Regions from separate parts of the Lactuca sativa genome. Here region 2 is linked to region 1. Evidence: chromatin contacts called from public Hi-C data. All regions are on one chromosome and are shown on one strand. The core of a region is the stretch at or near the end of the contact, and the rest is flanking DNA. Distances in the headings are between cores, read along the strand shown.

Region 1 (5,455 bases), core at 1,095-3,594:
CACGAAACTCAAATACATTTTCTGTATATTTTGCACTTTAACACAAATCTATAAACTATTGTACAAATACTCAAAACTCTTGTACAATTCAAATATCTTCTCGAGTCATATTACTCAAGGTGCTTCGACCTTCTTTCCATAAGCAACACATAAAACCCCTTTGTCCTAAAAAACAACACCAATGAGACAAACATTCCAAAAACACAAACCCCAGCAAACACAAAAAACGAAACCATAAAGCAATGAATCCCAAAACACGAACCCCCTTCTTCTCTTGCTTCTTTATCATAAATACTTCCAATCACTCTCACAGAAAATATATAAGATCCAACAGGATTTGCAGCAGCTATAGTGTTAAAAATCGTCCCCATATGTTTCACCCCAAATATTTCTGAAGTAATCGTAGGCATTAAAGACCACTGTGCTCCATAACAAACTCCTACAATCACTGAACCAAAGTATAAACTCCCTCCTAATGCTATGATCAAATGGCCAATCACCATTGCTGCGAGTGTAAGAGAAATGAACAGTGGTCTCCCCCAACTGTATCTGTGTAAAATCAAATCAGACACAAATCCACCTCCGAATCTTCCGAGAAAGTTCCATATACTCCATAGCGACACCATTGCGTTGATTTTAACTTTTGAGTAGTTAAGAGACTCGCCTATTTGAGATATGTTGTTGATTGTCGCTAACCCTGATCCCATTGCACAAATCATGGCTAGAAATAAGAGCCAGAAGTTGACTGTGCTCATTGCTTGTATCAGGTTCATTTCAACTACTGAATGTGAATCCACCTGAGCTTCTGAAGCTACAATCAATGGGGTTATTGTTGGTGAAGATGATTCCTCTCGTTCGTTTCTTTGAGCTGTGAGTGCGATTTGAAGAGGTGAGGAGATGAGAATTAGGAGAATGATTGTTGTGAGGAAGTGAGCCCATGATGGGAAGATGAAGATGTTTTGGAAGATGAGGATGATCATTAGGTATGTGGCTATGGCGAGTGCGATTAGTGAGAAGTTGTTTAGATGGTGTTTGTCGTGAGTTGTGTTTGAAGGGTTTTCGTGAACGAAATTCATGAATAGTAGAGAGACGATGGTTGGAAACAAAGCAAGCATCAGTAAGAAAGTTGTTGGTTTGCCATAAAATAGAGTTTGGTAGATCTGAATTAGGATAGCTCCACTTAATCCAAGAAACCCCTGATTGATTAAAATATGAGTAGATTTGGTTAAACAGTGGATGAAAATTTGTACGTTGAGAATATTTTAAACATCTACAGTGATGAAACTTCAACAGTATGGTACAACTATCCACTGCATTTGATTTGAATCTTTGGATAAGTTTGATTCATCATTCATGTGTCCTATGTTTATCTTAATCACTTTTAACTTCTTGCGATCGATAGAAAATTCTACTAAAAACATTCACAGATCATCGAAATTTGGAATCTAACGTAGCAATTTGATCTTAGGGAATTTTTTGTAAAATGATGTGAGCGGAGTAAAATAGCGATGAATAACAATCAACAACAGAAATTGAATGAATTACCTTCATAATGCCGACGGTTGTTCCACCGTAATCGGGAAAGTTCCGGACGGCGACGACGACATTTGCGGTGTTGAAGAAAGTCTGTGCGTGTGCCGCCATAAACATGAAGAGGCACATGAACAGGACATGCGGCCTGTCGATAACTCCGGTAACGGACAACCACATAAGGAAGTAACCGGCGAAGCACTGAATCGCTCCAGCCAAGTAGACGAGCGAAAGTCCGGATCCGAAACGAGACGACGGCGGCGGCGTTGAATCGCGGTGGTTATTGGTGACGGCGTGGTAGAGGAGACCGGATAAAACTCCGATATTAGCACCGATATCTTTGAAGACGGAGACGGTGTCGAGAGTCGATTGATCATAACCTTGGCTGGATTTGAGGGCGGCGGAGTAGATTCCGAAGGCGTAGGAGGCGCCGCAGCTGCATTGGATCCATATGCTCGCCACCGTAGCTACCCATTTGCTGTTTTCCATTCTTTTTGATTTTCCGAAAGGGGAAATTTTATCCTGTAAATGTCAATTCCAATAAATACGTGTCTGTATCGATTGATGGTGGCCTAGTGGCGTGGATTAATTGTTTATAAAATACAGACGGAACCAACAGCTAGATGATCAACTCGACAGGTATAGGGAGGAGATATGGCCAGGAGTATTAGTCGAGTTTTGAAATAAAATATAAAGGGTTCCAATATTTTCGTTGAATGGTGTGGTGCGATACGTTCCATAGACTCCACTTAGCCGATGACACCATACTCCACTTATGTCTTCATGCATCGTCTATGAATTTTGGGGCGGTGTTTATGGTGAAAAAAGGATTGACAGGAGATGCAACGGCAGGGAGTCGGCCCAATACATGGACGAGTTGGCCAAGGCCCAAGATATTAGAAAAATAGAATCATAATTATTATCCCATATGTATTATTACATATATTTATTATCTTGGCTCAATAATATTAAGTCCAGTCAACTGCCTCCAAGAAATTTCAATGGTTGGGTCATAATTTCACTGAATGTGTACAATTGCAATTGTAAAAATCGGTATTCAGTTAAGACCATCCGTTATACCTACCACATATCATATATGTGGTGGGTGTCATATCAATACCACATTCCACTACCACTAATATGAGATATTCACCACTAAACACACCACTCCACCTCATTTTGTTATTTAAATTTAATTCAAAAATACATTAAAAACATTTTTTTAATACTAGTTTTTCCATTAAATTAAAATACCAAATTACATTAAATAAAAACTAAATTAATTGAAATTAAAAAATAAAATAAAAATAACAATCAAAATAAAAATTACATTAGTTAAATTTAAAAAAAAATTAAAAAAAAAACTAAAAATTCCAACCATAAATAAAATAAACTACCCCCTACGCCTACGTCGGGCTCAAACCGACTCTTTCATTGCTTGGAAAAGTTCCAAGTCTTCGCCCTCAAGGTCGTCCGTTTTCATTTTCAAGATTTCCATATCGGTTTTTGTTTGGAGTGTCTCTTGAAATGATGTTTGTGCTTCGATCATTTTTTGTTCCATCTGAGTCATCACCTCGGCCTTCGTTTCTTGAAGTTGCACATATCGATCAAATTTATTGCCAAACATATCCATAACACTAGAATTTAAAGATGTTGACGCCACTTCTTTTGCTTTATTTCTTCCAACGGGCCGACGAAGAGGTTGGTCGTTTTCAAGATCTATCGGATCGTCGTTGATGTCGATGTGTGTTTGGCCGTCCGATTGTTGAGAAGTTCCATCGGAGTTTCTCGAACGCTTTGAACCGGAAGATTGGGAACTTCCTTCTGTTTGCTCTTTCCATTTTGGGGCGTCTTTCAATTTTAGCCACGGTTTCATATACGGAAAAGCTTTGCGTGTTGGCGTTGTTTTTTCAAATTGGTCCATGGCCGCCTTGAAAACATCAAAATCGTTCGAGCCGCTTTTGCGTATGTTTAGGAGGTTGTTGTAGATTCCTCCAAACTCGGTGCATTTTAGTCGAATATCTCGCCATTTCGACGTAATTTGATCGGCATTTCGAGTTTCACTTTCCATTAACTCGTAAAAAATGGCTCGGAATTTTTCCTAAAAACTTCCGTAAGGCTGACTATCTCCTACAATTGGATCTTCGGAAGCCGCCACCCATGCCTCCGCTAACTTTTCTTCTTCTTCTTTTGTCCATGGGACCCTTTCTTGGGTGGTAGTGGGTCGGGCCGGTTTTTTTCCTTTTTTCTTTTTTGGTTGAGGTGGTGGTGAAGGTTGCGTTTCCGGAACAAAATCTGACGAAAGTGGTGGTTGTGAAATTGGTGGTTGTTGTTGTTGTGACTATTGTTGTTGGAGTTGTTGGAATTGTTGGTATTGTTGTTGCATTTGTTGTTGTTGGAAAGCCGGAAAAGGTTGATATTGTTGTTGGAAAAGTGGTGTTTGTTGGATAGGGGAACCACTTTGAAGTAGATTGATAAAACCGCCTTGAGGTGACTCCATCGTCGGGAATTGTCGAGGTGTTGTATCTAACGCAAAAGTGTTATCGGGTTTGCGATTTCGGTAATTTGGAGGAGTATTTTGGTTGGGATCCATGATTTTTGGTTGTGAAGATGTAGTGTGTAGTTTGTGTATAGAGAAAGAAAAGAATGGTGTAAAAAATAAGGAGTAAAAATGTGGTATTTATAGGTAAATAAATTGTTTATTTATTTATTTATTTTTTCTTTTTACAAAACTAGCCGTTCAACGGCTAGACAACGGTCAAAATTTTGCATCTTAATCTCATTGGCCGTGCGACTTCGTTGTCCCCGAAAACGAGCCACCACGAGACAACGGGGTGGTGTGCACGCCCGTTGTTCGTGGCCAGCTCGACCATGAAACTCTTCGTCGAACGTATACCGTTTGGCCTAACACCCTTGAAAATTGAAAATCTTTGAGTGGTATGTGGAGATCGAGGAGTCAAGTTCTAAATCCGTAAATCGGTATATGATTTTTATTCACAATTTCGCATTCTAAATCAAATAGATGTCTTATTTATATTCTATCACTTTAACTTGATGTGTATTCAACTGCTATCAGAGTTTGATTTTTTCAAGTTTCAGTCTCGGAGTTTGAGTTCCGACTTCTGAGTTCCGATTAGGCATTACAACATGAGGACAACGAAAGAATTAAATAAATGACTTGTCACTTGTTGGATTTTTCTAATTGTTGAATTATTGAATATCTTCACTCTTCATTGAGTTCTTTTTTAGTTTTTCTTTACTTCCTTTTTTTTTTTTTTCTTTTTCTGTTCTTGATTTCTATTTTTTTTCATTGATTTAGGTGTTTTTTTTACCCGTTAAATTCGAGTTGGGATAAAAAGAGTTAAAGCTTCATAGATAATATGATTAATTTAAGTCAAATCTGCTGCTGCTTTTGTATCGAATTCCTTTATTTGAGCTCTGATTTCTAAGTCAAATTGTTATTACTTTGTATCTATTCAAGTAAAATTTCTGTTGCATTCTCTTAGGTTTTTTTTTTTTTTTTTTTTTTTTTTTTTTTTTTTTTTTTTAAATTTGTCTTCTAAACATTTATGTGTTCTTGTTTTTTAATGTGAATCAGGACGCATAAAGACATTTATTTATCTATTGAACTTTTGAGTTATGATTTCCGTCTTTTTTACTATGTTGAATGACTTTTAGAGACAATAGAAGGGTATAAATATCACCTCTGTTTTAAGCGAAATCTTACCATCTTGAATGACTTTTAGAGACAATAGAAGCGTATAAATATCACCTCTGTTTTAAGTGAAATCTGTTGCATTCTGCTCGTTTTTTTGTTTAATTGGTCTTCTAAACTTTTGTGTTCTTGTTTTTTTATGTGTATCAGGAAGCATAAAGATATTTAATTATCTATTGAACTTTTGAGTTATGATTTATATTTTTTTAC
Region 2 (5,455 bases), core at 1,742-4,241, 680 kb after region 1:
CTCAAGACCTCTCTTAAGGTCTAAAAGGACAGCTAATCTCAACCAACTTGAAACATGCATCAAGATGAGGGTTTTTGGGACAAGAATGATGTTAAAACTTCACTAGACATATATCTACACAATATGATTGCCAAGCTAGAGACTTTTTACCTCAAAAGAGCCTCAGAATATGATGTCTTTCCAGATCTACAAGCTCCAGCCACACAACTCCTTCTTTGACAACTTCCTCTTTCTTCTTCAAGACTCTCTTTTGCCAAAACAAGCTTTCCAAGGCCAAACACACCCACAATGGAGGTGGGACTGCTATCTAGGGTTTCTGAGGTTAAGAGAGTGCTTATGGAGGCTAGGGTAAGAACCATTATGTTCCTTATATAGTGGCTGACCCTAAATTTAGGGTTTCTAGATGACAGACGTACGCTGGGCGTACGCCAAGAGACCTCCGTGTTCCTTTCCTCCACTACGTTGGGCGTACATCCAGCTTACGTTGGGCGTACCCAGCCAACCACAAGCGCGCATGCAAGGCATGCATGGTGCCCCTTTGTTAATCCCCTCCATCAAGCCGTTCCCGCTAAAGTCTATATCCACATCAAGGACCGAAACGCCCTTACTCTTGCTCTCGGGATCCCATATATAGATATTTCAAGAACGGGGCGTTACAATTGTCTATCAATCGGTTGGATAAATATAATAAAAGTTGAATAAATAACAAAATGTTAGTTGTACATTAAAATGTTGAATATATAACAAAACAATGGTTATTAATAAAATGTTAAATAAATAAAGGTTGCTTATATATGAAATGTGAATATTTATGTGATGCGCAGTTCTTTATATGGTATTTGGTTGATCATATATGTTTTTTGGTAGAACCGTGCTTAAAAATATATGAATGTATGTGGTCGAATATGAGATTAAATAATTATGATATACAGTTGTTTTCTTAGAGATATTTGTCTATCATTTTTATGTTTCATCATAAAATGAATTATTGACCTTGTATGTTATGTCATGTACCAAGTCTGGGGACCCGTGCTTATAAAGCATGTCATGGCATTGAGCAATGTTAATGTCTTAGTTCTACTGTTGAGATAGAGGAAATGAGCTGAGTCCCACATGTTTTTACTAAGAGATCGATCTTGTATTTTATATCATGTACCAAGTTTGGCGACTCGTATGCCTTAAGCTTGACAAGTCAGTATCATTGAACTTGTCGATCCATTCTCCAAGCAAATGTCATTGATCAAGTATGATAGTCAGACAAGGTCAAAGGATCAACTATGATAGTCACATAAGGTCAAAGGCAATAGATTTGCAAATGAACTGGCTTGAGCATATTTAATTTAGTTTGTTTTGTGTTTCGGAACTTAAGCAATACAAGTCTTTGTTTGTTTTGGGATCATTAAGTGGAGACCTTAATTAGTCATTTCATTAGTTAATCATTGTGTTCCCCGTTTACATGTTTAGTACCACTTCAAGAATATTAATTTATTCAAAAATCAAACATCAATCCTAATCTTGTTCAATATTGACCCCTTTCCATTTGAAATCATATAAATTATTTTTCTTTACATTTGAAACCGTGTATATATATATATATATATATATATATATATATATATATATATATATATATATATGTATGTATATATATATATATATATATATATATATATATATATGTATGTATGTATATATATTTATTTAAAAACCACATTTTTATATAAATACAATGTTCTTTTTACATTTAAACCATAATGTTATGTACAAATATATTAATTATATTATAATCGTACTTATCATCAAATAGACAACTTTTATATGAGCTTGGAGATGCAAATAGTAAGATAATCTAATTTAATCTCAAGAACACGAGGGTTTGGGGTTGCTTTAATTACCAAGTGACCGTTCGTTATATATATTTATGATTTTTGGTTCTTACATATATATACTTTTTCTCCACTTAACATTACTATGCAAAAATCTTCTCTCAAAGAATATCAAAGAGGCTAAATGTATTTTTGTTTCGGAATTTTAGATTTTATATGAAATCCAAATTAAGTTTTATTGGATTATCCAAAATGTGGTTTCAAGTTAATCAGTTATCTTGTCACGCCAGCGCCACATAATCAAACAATATATGAAAAATACAGCTATAATATAATTAATACATATTTATAAATAACATTATGATTTAAATATAAATAACATTGTATATATACAAAAAAAAGATATGGTTTTAAAATGCAAAAACCATATTATCAATAAAAAAATATATTTATGTGGTTTCAAATATAAAAAAATTATTTATACAATTTCAATTGTAAAAAAACAATATTAAACAAGAAAATGAAGTGTCGTTTTTAAAACGTACAAAATTAAAAAAAAATGATGTTCGATTCGGAATAAAAAAATGACAACATTAAAAAAGAAATTAAAAAAAATAATGTTCGATTTTGAACAAACTATGTGCCAAAATTGAAAAAAAAAACATAGTTTGAAAATTTACATCATCATAACACGTCAACAGACAACCTAGTCAATATAGTTAAAATTATAACAAATTAATAAATGAAATGTTAAATGTAAAAAATAACATAGACTCAAAACTTTTATGAAAAAATTTTCAATTTTTTATTCCTAAAATGGGTGACAATAATTGTCCTTAATTTTTTCATTATTTTGTAATACAAAATTAAAGAAAATAGTTTTTTCTTTTCTCTAAATATTATTTGATTTAGGTCTAGAGGCGCGTGCAAAGAGTAAACCGTGGAACAGCATGTTCAACGCCTCTTCATCTCTAACCTACAGACAAACGTGGAAGCATCCCCCCGTTAAAAAATAGGAGGCGAAGGCCGTTAGGTACAACATCTCAATCATCACACCGTCGTTACACAAACGACCAAATTTAATAATTCCAAAAATAAATAATTAAAAATAAATAAAATACCGCACGAAGCTTTGAACGGCCAATGCCAGAGAGATAATGCCTGAGACTCTGCAGTGGTCGTTATATTCACCACAACTTCCATGCCGGAACTTCCCTTTGTCTCTCTCGTCGTTTTCTGTGTTATGCGGCGGTGGTCGACGTTTTTATGGCTGACGACGACTAGCTCAATTCCGCCCCTCAGGAGGAGGCGGAGATACCGCCTGAAGTAATCGCAAAGCGTTGACATCTCCCTCTCTCTCAGTCTTATGTCGTCGGCATTTGAACTTGCTGTTATCCCTGGTGTTCGACTCCGTGAAGCTCCTGTTCTCTTGTTGTTGCACTTTCACAATGCTCTTCGTGAAGAAGTTACTGACCTCCGTCGTACTGCGGCGGAGGCGTTGGACAGCAGGATCTACGGTGTTGACTTGATTCAGGAACTCCGCCGTAGATTTGAGTTTCTGAAGCTTGTTAATAAGTATCACTCCGTTGCTGAAGATGAGGTTTCTTCATTTTCCTGAATCTGATTTCTGTTTACTAATAATTTAACACCGACACTAATTACTCTATGTTGAAACCACCGTCGAATAGCTTATTACCTTTTTCATGAACTTTTCCCTCGGGTTGACTTTTAAACTTTGAATTTTTCTGCTTATAATTAAGGATTTGTTTCGAATTGATTGTTTGTGAGCTAAATGCTTAAGTAATCCAATTGACTATGATGATATTTGAGGTTTTTAGGCACATTTCACTTGATTAATTTCAGGTGATTTTTAGAGCTCTGGATGTACATGTAAAGAATGTGGTGTCTGCGTATTCACTTGAGCACACAAGCTCAGAGGATATTTTGGACTCGATTTTCCATTATTTAGATGTTTTGGAGAAGGAAGATGAAAGGTCTATTTCCAAGCCATTTCAAGAACTTGTGTACTTCATCTGTACATTGCAATCCAGCATTTGCAAACATATGGCCAAAGAAGAAGAACAGGTATGACACACATTCTTGCTTAATGCTCACAATCATATTAAATTGGGTTCCTCATTTGTGGAGATTATGGGCATTTGTCCTGAGATCCCATTTTCATTTGTACGATTATGCTACATATATACGTACTAATTTGGCATGAGGTCCTTATGCTTGAAGGAAACAAAGACCATGATTAAACAGCTCTGTATAAACACACATTACCTTCTAATAGACTTGGCTAACTACAAATTTGGAATTATTTGCACTGAAATATAGTACAACTCTGAAACTTTCCCTTTAAATATATCATAACAAAAACACAATATTATTGAATTTCGGAATATAGATACCAATTAATCTCAACATTCCACAATAAGTTAAATGCATCCAGTCTTTTGCAAGGGTTTCGTTAGAATATCTGAAAATGTTGCACTCTAGGATTATGGATCAATCAACTACAGAAACCAAAACCTTTTCTTGGTAGTTAGCTTGAATTCGATGGCCTAATTTTATGAATCAAAAGACAAAGATTAGGGTTATGTGGAGAGATCGAGATTGAAACGAAAAAGGAATGCGAGAAAGATCTGTTTGTAAAGAACAGATGGCCAGACCCAGAGCAGTGGTTGCCACCTCTACCTGACTGACGGGAGAAACCATCCAAACGCCGCAATGCCCGCCATTGCCGTCACAGCCACCGGAACAAATTCCACCACCGCTGCCACAAATATAAAGTCTGCTGCACACAACAGCAGAATAAAGTAGTGTAGCGGTGATTAAAACCATTGCAGTTGTTGCAAACAGAGTAAGGGCGATAAGTGGTCCTCCGATGGCGACGGCGGCAGGAGATTCCGGCGATTGCCTAAACCACCGCAATCTTTATAATCACAAGCCCACAAATATCTCATCTTCGTTTCATTGCCTACACCTTAACCCAGTGGGGTGCGAGGGGTTGCAGTGTCGCCGGAGATCTGTTGGAGAAGACCCAAAACCTAAACAGGCAATAGCCGGTAAAATTCTACATTTTGGTCGGTATTATTGACCCTTGTTTAATTCAGTTTTTTCAAAATAGAAGAAGCTTATTAAAATGATCAAAGATAGATGGGTTATTATTACAAAATGATTGTGGTTTAAATAAATACATAAAATGACTATGAAGATAGAAGTTTGTGAAATATTTATTTAAGAAACTTTTTTTTTTCTGCAAAATCACTTGACTTTTCATAAAATGTTATGTGATATAAAGTGTAAGCTGACATAGTATGTGCAAGAGATATAAAGTTAATTATCTCCTATCTCTACCACCACCATACGTCTGTTCAAGTGATATAAAGTTTTTAAACTTTCATCTTTCGTAGAGAGGTCTATTATCATCCATGACTTAAAAGTGTTGAGTCAGATAATGAAATGCTAATTTGTTCAACGTGGATTCCTTACAACCATATCCTATTAAGCTTTACACTGAACTTCTCTTGTGAACTCCATTTAAATTTACTACTTGATCATTATTCGACTCAAAACACATCATTGGTTGAATTCATATGAACATTTACAATGGAACAGGTTTT

The links. A called contact is a pair of places that touch in the nucleus more often than the background predicts.
Region 2: a Hi-C map of bud shows a contact between it and region 1, with 10 times the contacts expected there. The contact joins the promoter of LOC111882099 here to the promoter of LOC111882106 in region 1. A contact is called at or near these places in 3 of 4 Hi-C or Micro-C datasets (bud and leaf).

Annotation. Positions count from the first base shown.
Region 1 is chr4:192,793,813-192,799,267 of Lsat_Salinas_v11, forward strand. It overlaps LOC111882106 (protein NUCLEAR FUSION DEFECTIVE 4), which reads right to left and starts at 2,345. Exons shown (of 2, transcript XM_023878472.3): 1 at 1,546-2,345; 2 at 1-1,196. The coding sequence starts at 2,019. The coding sequence ends at 111.
Region 2 is chr4:193,477,124-193,482,578 of Lsat_Salinas_v11, forward strand. LOC111882099 (zinc finger protein BRUTUS-like At1g18910) reads left to right here and starts at 2,992. Exons shown (of 13, transcript XM_023878462.3): 1 at 2,992-3,426; 2 at 3,690-3,911; 3 at 5,451-5,455. The coding sequence starts at 3,193. It overlaps LOC122197381 (a long non-coding RNA gene), which reads right to left and starts at 3,080. Exons shown (of 2, transcript XR_006190770.2): 1 at 2,948-3,080; 2 at 2,756-2,802.